2 separate regions of the Gossypium hirsutum genome follow, and region 2 is linked to region 1. The links are chromatin contacts, called in public Hi-C maps. All regions are on one chromosome and are shown on one strand. The core of a region is the stretch at or near the end of the contact, and the rest is flanking DNA. Distances in the headings are between cores, read along the strand shown.

What was found. A called contact is a pair of places that touch in the nucleus more often than the background predicts.
Region 2: a Hi-C map of leaf shows a contact between it and region 1, with 2.3 times the contacts expected there. The contact joins the promoter of LOC107961679 here to the enhancer-like site in region 1. A contact is called at or near these places in 8 of 34 Hi-C or Micro-C datasets (anther, callus, hypocotyl and 2 more).

Annotation. Positions count from the first base shown.
Region 1 is chrA06:37,268,445-37,273,151 of Gossypium_hirsutum_v2.1, forward strand. No RefSeq gene overlaps it. Among protein-coding and RNA genes, the nearest start is that of LOC121231489, 13 kb to the right of the region's middle. Within about 2 kb of position 2,202, at least 1 of the 9 cell types and tissues checked has an H3K27ac peak or open chromatin away from gene starts, as enhancers often do. A contact at or near this core is called in leaf, where this site is marked.
Region 2 is chrA06:37,325,461-37,330,167 of Gossypium_hirsutum_v2.1, forward strand. LOC107961679 (EIN3-binding F-box protein 1) reads left to right here and starts at 2,542. Exons shown (of 2, transcript XM_016897757.2): 1 at 2,542-2,994; 2 at 3,813-4,707. The coding sequence starts at 2,970.

The DNA.
Region 1 (4,707 bases), core at 952-3,451:
TAGAATTTATAGTATTAATAATATTATTGATTGAGTTGGTATCACAAATTAAGTCGAGACCAATACAGGATTGATGATAACACTATGATAAATAATTGTATTTATTTAATATTTTTAATCTGATGTATTTTTGTGTTTAAATTACATTTTACTCACAATTTAATCTAATTTTTTTTTATTTTAATATCATAGATATTTAATGTGTTATTATTAATTAGATATAAATCATAGGTTTGCTTTTTTTTTTTGGAATTTAATTACTAATTGCTAGATTTTCTGAAAAGCATCCAATGTTTATTGGTTATATACTCAACTTGTTTCCCTTTTTCTTTTCTTTTTTTCAATTTGATTGTGAAAAGTGGGGAATGATTCTAAAATTATTTCAAAGGTAAATTCAATTACTTTGGTCCTAATTACCATTAATTATCATCAACGTTGGTATCTAAAATGTAGGGTCTATAACTTTTCCCATTGGTGGAAAGGCTCATTGACTTCCTATATAATTTAGCTTATTGAATATTAGATATTGGTTAATTTGATTGCTACTAACTACACAAATAGAAATGTACAAAGGAGTTTATTTACACAGCGTATTAAGTTTTTCTTGGAAAATAATCAATTATAAGTTAATTTGTATGAGAAATGATTTAGATTCAATTTACTGATTAAATTGCAATATTTCTCTTATATACAATATAAATCATTTTCCCATTAATACTTTCCTCCTTAAAAGTAAGTTTAATTGTAAAATGAACAATACTTACATCAAAATTGCACAAAAATAAGTTTTTAACTGAACAAAATAAATGATCATTATATCATCCATAAATCAAACATATAATGGCCTATAAAACTACAATCAAGATAAATTGTTATCTTCTTAAAGATAATCTTTAATATAGCCTTCAATATGGAATAAACTTATCTAGATCTTCTTGTTGTAATCTTCTAAAGGAAACAAATATCTTTAATAAGAAAACTTAATCATGTTAAAAGGTCTTCAAAATAATCCTTACTTAGATTTTAAATAACCCAAAACTAGCATTCTTTAAAATTATCCTTACCTGAAATAATCTTATTTTCAGTTATATTTTCGAGATTTGCTGCTTAAAACTAAAAAAAAAAATTAAATAAATAATTAAGATATATTGGTCAAATAATAAGACAAACGGATAATAAAAAATATAAAAACTCGCAATTTTCATAAATTAATTCTTTCATAATTTTGCAACTTTTAATAGCAAGAAAAAGTTATTCAGTTATTGTAGATTATGACAGCAAAGTAGTAAAAAGTAGCAAAAACCATTTATTTTTCTCCCAAGACTTTGAATTGGGTTTTGCTTTAATTTAAAGGGTTGGTTTATTTTATCTTAAATCTACCATAGCCATGGGTAAATAGATTGGATTGATTTTCAATTCCCTCAATTTTAATTTTTAAAATTTTAGAATCATTTCTACTTTGTGTAAATCAAAATGTTTTGGATCATTTAAATTTAAATGTTGAATTATTATAATTTCAATGTATTTTGAGTTCTAATTAATCACATTATATTCAAATAATTTTAACTTATTTGTCCGAGTTTCGATTAAATTGTTTTAGATTATTAACTTTTAGGAAATCTCCTTAGAGGCAGAAGGGGCTTTGGTCCCTCCCACCCCCAAAACTTTGGAAAAAGTTAATTATATTTTTAAAATTTTAATTAAGTCCTAATTTCAAAAAAAAAATCTAATTGAGCCTTTAAAAAGTATTAAAGATTTCAATTAAACTCTCTAAAATTTTCGAAATACTCATTGATCCTTTTAATATTTTTTAAAAATCTTATTAATAATCCTAATTTTTTTTGAAAATTCTAATTAAATCTTTAAATTTTCTAAAAGTTTTGATTGAACCCTTTGAAATTTTTAGAACGTATAACTAAACCTAAAACATAATGATACATTCTATGATTATTAATTTTTATGATTAAATCGAATTGAAATAAATTTAGAATTAATTGGAATGAAAATTCGGAAATTTAGATAAAAAGGGTGCATCTTTAATTATTAGTGGGGGTTGATTATAGGATTAGCTGCCGCTTGTCAGCTCTTAGGAACAACAGATTTATGGCGAAAGTAACGTGGTGGTTGATTACTTTGGCTCAGTCTACACTGTTACCGAAAGCTTTGCAATAACTTCGTGAGAGACTCGGTGTCTTTTGGGTCTTGGATTATTTCAACATCTATGTTTAATTTGGATGAATATTAGTTGCCTTTTCACACTCATATAAGACAAGACATTTATTTATTATATTTATTTTATCACACAATGAATAAAATGAAAATTATCACACCAATATTCCCATTGCCATTCATTCGCCCAATATTTCTTTTGGTTAAAGGATGGATAGGTATTCTATACAGATATACAGGATGAATTTTTAGGGTGGTTGGTAGGGGGTCAGTCTCTTCCTATAATGGAAATTGAATAGTCTCTTCCTATAATGGAAATTGAACCTTTAAAATTTTAAATTAATAAATATAAAATTATTTTTTGATTTCTTTAAAAATAATAAATTTTTAATTTAATCCTTTAAAAATTATATTTTTATTATCGTAAAAAGTATAATTTAATTTTAGTCTTTCCTAACAAAAATTTATGACTTCACCCTTAGAGATATAATAAATTATTGATATATATATATTTAGAAAATAGGCACGTATTTTTTTTAATATTGTTTACGTCAATGTATCAAATACATAACTTTTTATCATTAAAGGTAAGTATGCAGTTTTTCAATCTAATTATAATTTAGATTTTTTATTATATTTAAATTTGGAATTTAATTGTTATATATATTTTTATAATATCATTAATTACTTTAAATAATTAATACTATTATCTAATTAGTTACTTTAAAATCATATTTTAAGGGAAAAAAATCATCTCAAAATTTCTATCTTAATACTTAAGAGTGTTAATTATTTGGTTTAATTGCCAATAAACTCCTGACTCAATAGTAAGATTGAGACATTATGATTTTCAAGACTTTAAATTTAAGTTTTATTTTTATTTATTATAGTTATTATATCAAATTAAAATAATTTGAATATAATTGAGGAGTCAAAATTACAATTTGACTAGCTTTCCGATAGATGATGATTTTTCGAAGTTTTAAGTGAAAATTTTGGAATTGTGTGTCAAAAACCTGTTTAACTTCTCTTTATTTTTAGGTTGTTCTGTACATAAGTCTTATTTCTATTTATAATCTTTTTAAATATTTAATTTGAAAGAAAAATAAATTTATTGACTATTACAATTATAATCGTCTGTGTCAATTATATTAAAACTCAATCCATAATTTAACAACCCTCTTTTTCTACTTCTAAATAACTCCGATTGGTACCATTTTCGAGCATTTGAAAATGCTGATTCCACGAAGCAGAGCTTTGATGAAACCATAATTTAACAACCATCGCATTACTTACATCGTCAACAAACCCTTAAACATGAAACTGATGTTTTACCCAATCTTGGTATTATGTGACTTTTTCTTTTTTGGTCATGATCACCCCACCATTAAGTTGCATCAATATTTATTTTAGGTATCCATGAATCTTCAATTGATATAACTTTTTTATATGTGTTATTGGAAATTTAAATTCGTAGAAATATATTTAAAAGTAACAAAACTTTGAGAATTTGTGAATATTCAAAAATATTAATAATTTCGAATTATGTTTTCACTTTATAACTTGGCAAGTCAGGCCGGATCATGAATTTTTTCTTTGGGATCAAGGAGAGACAAAAAAAAAAAAAGAGTAACCCGATCCTAATTCGACCATGCTAGAGCTCACCAGGTTATGTTTAAGCGAAGAAGATGCTAGGCATGTGATGAGCTATAAATAAAATTTGGATATGGATGTGTAAAATTTATTGACTGTCATGAAAGCGTTTTCAGTTACCACCATCATCAGCCGACCTCAGATGAGAGCTGCTTCTTCCTTGCTTTTTCTTTGAGATAAAGACTGTGGATTGGGTTTTATTAGTTTCATTTTTGTGTATCTTGATCTTTGTCATGTTTTGTAGGTTACTTGTGGCCTTGTTGGTTTTGTCATATGTGGCTTTTATTTTATATAAATATAGAGTGATCATATTTATAATATAATTATAAATACATGTTCAAACAATTTTAAAGTAGAAAGAAAACATTATAACACAGATAGAAAATAATTAAAATAATTTGGATCAAATATACACCTTCCAACTATATAAGTTAGAATTAGAAGTTAATATATAATAATCACATATGATGAGATTTAAACATGAATACTTAATATCAATATTTAACCTTTGTCAACAATAGAAAGATCTTATTAGCTAGACCATTTAAGATATTTTCATCTAGTTCGATTGGGACCTTCCATGCAAAGTTGTATTAGGCTTCTTTTTATTGGAAGTGTGTGGCTCTTTTTCTTCGGTCATATGTGACCGGATTTCTCTTGATCATTTTGTGATAAAATAGTTTCTTTTTTTTTTAAAAAAATAAAACATTTGCTTTGATAAAATGATTACTTATGTCACTATGCTTCAAGTCCTCACGCTTGATTATCACACATTTTTATTTTCGGGTTTATTTTTTTTCGGGTTTAAATTTGGTAATTATTTCGATATTAGAGCTTGAATTTCTTTTTATCCAAACTAGTCCTTAAATTTGGAAACTGTTCTCA
Region 2 (4,707 bases), core at 1,292-3,791, 57 kb after region 1:
ATCATGCATGTTCAAGAATATTTATATTTATCCTTTTAACATGCAATAAATTTCAATGCTTTCTTATCTTAATCATGCATGTTCTATAAACGTATATTCATGCAATAAATTTCAATGCTTTCTTATCTTAATCATGCATGTTCGATAAACGTATATTCATATTCCTAAATTGCGCAAGATAACGTATAACAGCCCAACAATTTGACACGTTTGAAAACATGTTTTTTTGACTTTTTGGTAATGATTTTTGCATGCTCTTCCTTTCTTGTCTCAAATAAAATGCTAAATTTCCATTTTAAGGTGTAATAATGTTATTTCTTACCTTCCCCCCCCCCCCTCTTCTTGTATAAAGTTCCCCAAAGCTGTATAGCTTTAAAAAACAAGGCATGACCGGAAAAAAGCTTTAACTCAGAACGTTGCTTAATTAAGGTTGGATAACGTTACTTAATTAAGTCAGTTCTATGAATTGGGACGAATCCTTTATAAAAGTATTATATAATTAATGAATTATGCCTAATAATAAAATATTAGGTAAACTATAAAAATAGTCATTTTTGTTTGCTTCATATTATATTTTAATAACTTATATTTGAAATGTTACGTTTTAGTCACTTACATTATTATTTTGTTACGAAGTGGTCACTCTACCGTTAAGTTCCATTATCTCCCTAACGACGGTCCTACGTGACGGTCCTACGGGACAGTCCAAATGGGTTTCAAATGCCAACTTGGATGTCCTACGTGGTAGTCTAAATTAAATTTATTTAATTAAAAACCTATTTTCATTCTAGCAACTGGATATTGAAGCTAATATTTAACCAATTTGGACTGCCATGTAGGATTGCCATTAGGGAGGTAACGAAGTTTAACAGTAGAGTAGCCACTTCGTAACAAAATGATAACATAAGTGACTAAAATATAACATTTCAAACATAAGTCACTAAAATGTAATCTGCAGCAAATAAAAGTGACTATTTTTACAATTTACCCTAAAATATTTCTCCTTTGTAATCACTACAGGTCTAAACGTAGAGTATTTATTTCTCGTCTAAAAACAAAATTTTATAAATTTTAATTCCATAAAATATGCTTTAATTTTTTATAGAATTTTAGTTTGTTTATTTTTATTTTAAAAAATTAATCTCTTTATTTTTCTAATTTAAAAACGTAAGTTCAGTTGTTAGCACTATTACAATTCTTTTATTAAATTTAAGTTTATTACAACATTATTTTCTTGTCACATGGCTACCAAATGAGTTTTTTTCTTTTTAAAAATTGAAAATGTCACGAAAACAAATTCAACAAAATAATTTTAATAGTGTTAATAATTAGACTTGAATTTGAAATCTAAAAAGAAGAGGGACTAAATCCCTGGAAATAAAAAGTTGATGGACTAAATTTAAAATGCAGGAAGAGTATAGGGACTCAAACCATATTTTAGCCTTTTATATATTTGGGTTGTTTTTATATTATATATTTTAGGGTTAATATATCATTTGTCACCTTAGTTTAGTTTTAATGTTCAATTTGGTATCCATACCAAACAAAATCATATAATCCAATGAATGTTTAACTCGTGCACTTTAGTAAAAAATGCATAGGTACTTAATTGGGAAAAAAAGAGCTCAGGTACCAAATTGAACATCAAAGTCAAACTCAAGTACTTAATTACATCAAATTAAAAGAATTTAGGTATCGAATATTGAAGCTAAACTTAAGTACCAAATTGGAGAAAAAACTTAAGTACCAAATTAAATATAATTAAAGACAAACTCATGTACCAAAGAGTATATATTAACCCTATATTTTACGCAAAATTATAATATCAATAATTTATTTTATATAAAATTTGATACTTTAAATTATCATATTTTTAACAATGATTTAATTTATATCATAAGTTATTTAGTTTCTACCTACAAAACCGAAGCTTAACATAGATCATATAAGGAAAAATACCTATCATTTATGCAATTAAAAAAAAGTTGAACATATGGCATAGACAAAATACTATATTTCTATGGAATTGCTTCACATATTAGTAACTTTTCATGGATTTATGAGAGAAAAAAAAGACATCTATATTTCAAATTGACAATTTATGATCGGAGAACAAGAAAACAGTAAGATTATAATTGAAATTTCACTATGATCAGAAAGATAAATGGTAGTATAAAATCCAGAAATTACTCCCCCTATTTTATTTGTCAAAATTTAGTTCGAAAGTCAAGAAGTTAGTTTAATTATGGTAATACATGAATTTGAATCGGTGATTTTTATTAATTTGTTTCATATAATTTGTTTAATTATTATTTTTACTGATGTCGTAAATATAAATAGTTGAATTGTTGATTTGCATATAAATTATTTAACTATTATTAATTTTCGTAAAGCAAAAGGGAAATACCTTAACGAATTAAAGTAGGAGGACTAACTTCTTAATTCTTGTAAAATAAAGGGACCAATTAAAATAGACTCAATTTTAAGATAATAAAGGGAGCATAACAACAAAAAGGCCAATTATAAAAAAACCAACAAAAGAAAAAGTGGTAAGTGGTATTGAAAATGGTGGTGGGGGAGAAGATAGAGAGTATTGAAGGAAAAAAAAAAAAAATAAAACGACATTTTTGCTCAAATACATTGCATGTGGGCATCTTTCCAGTGTATTATCACATACCCAAGCCTCTCTCCTCTCATCATAAAACCAACCCCTTTTTTCCTTTACCTCTCATCTTTCATTTCTCATTCTCCACAGTTTCTTTCTTTCACTCTTTTTTTTTTTGCCCTATCTAATAGGGTTCCAATCATCTTCAAGCTCCAATCTTTCTCATGCATTCGTGTATTCAAGCCATACACGGTGACGTTTTAGCCTTCTTCCTTTTTGGGTCTCTTTTTTTGTCTCTCTTTGGAGGGTTTTTGGGCGTGGAACAGTGCATATTTGACCTCCCGGGGTTTTTTGAGCTGTACTCATGTCAAAGCTCTTTGCTTTTAGTGGTAAGCTCTTCATGTTTGCTAGTTATTATTATTATTTTTTTTTTGTAATTCTCAGCTGTTGTCTTATATGTGGATACCCTTTTTCTTTATATGAACAAATTTTAGATTTTTGAGATATCTTAGGTAACTTAGGGTACTCGTCTTTATCATTATTGTAAAAGTATCATGGATGGTTTTAATAGCCTTTTAGCAAAGATTTTTTGTTTCATGGTATTTGGTTGACTGGATAAATGTGGAATTTTTTAGTCTTGGTTGTAAATTAGTTAATTCAGTTAGATAAGGGAGGAAAAAATTAGCAGCCTTTAGGTGATTCTAGTTGTAGATTAGGTGCCTCTGGCACAAGTCTGATTGTTCATTTTTTTTCATGCCACTTATTAGATTAACCCTCAACTGTCAAATATGTGAAGAGATTTTGATGTTATGCACGAACTTTGAGGATGTTTCTTACCTTAATTTCTTTTATGGTTTAATGATTCTTTCTACTTGAAAGCAATAAAGGAGTTTTGGTTGTAGATCAGGTCTATTCTGACTGGATCTGTTCGGACGACTGTCTTTTAGGCAGTAGGTTGTTTGTTCAGTTACATAGGACAGGACTACATCTGAGATGGACTTTCTGAGTTATAAGCTCCATCTAGTTCATAGATCTTGTATGGTGTGAAAGTTAAATATTCTTAGGTTTCTTTGTTAGCCTCCTTATGTTGTTCTTAGGTTCCTAGACAAGTGCTATTTGATCAATAAACATCTTTCAAAAATTTTAGCTCGGTTTTCTTGTAATTTGCTTCGTTGATCTCATAGTTGTTCTTTGTATTGGTTTGCAGGAAGTGATGATTTTTGCCCTGGGGGGTCAATCTACCCAAACCGCAAGGAGTCAAGTCTCTTTTTTTACCCTAACCAGGATGTGTATTTCCCTCCTTGCAAGAGGTGCCGCGTCAGTTCCCCATTCGTTTTCGCTGGAGGGAAGTTTGAGCAAAAGAAGCCTTCAATAGAGATCCTCCCCGATGAATGCTTATTTGAAATCTTCAGACGGTTACCTGGAGGCCAAGAGAGGAGTACCTGTGCTTGTGTTTCCAAGCGCTGGCTTACACTTGTAAGCAACATCCGTAGAGATGAAATCAATGATAATAAAACCACCCAAGCATCAGATCTTGAGTACGAGAGTACCGATAAAAAAGGTGGAGTTTCTTCTGAGGATGTAGATTCAGATGTTGAGGGTGATGGATACCTCTCAAGGAGTTTGGATGGGAAGAAAGCAACAGATGTTAGACTTGCATCTATTGCTGTCGGAACAGCTAGTCGTGGAGGATTGGGGAAACTTTTCATTCGAGGAAGCAAGTCCAGGTATGGAGTAACTACTGTTGGCCTCAGAGCCATTTCCCGCGGGTGCCCTTCTCTAAGGGTTCTTTCCTTGTGGAATTTGTCTTCTGTTGGAGATGAAGGTCTTTGCGAGATTGCCAACGGGTGTCACCAGCTAGAGAAGCTCGACCTTTGCCACTGTCCCTCAATTACCGATAAGTCCTTGCTTGCTGTAGCAAAGGGCTGCACTAACTTGACTGATCTGACCATCGAGGGTTGTGCAAACATTGGAAATGAAGGTCTTCAAGCAATAGCACGTAGCTGTCCCAATCTAAAGTATGTTTCCATCAAAGATTGCCCCCTTGTTGGAGATCAAGGAGTTGCGAGCCTGTTGTCTTCAGCCTCATATTCCCTCACAAA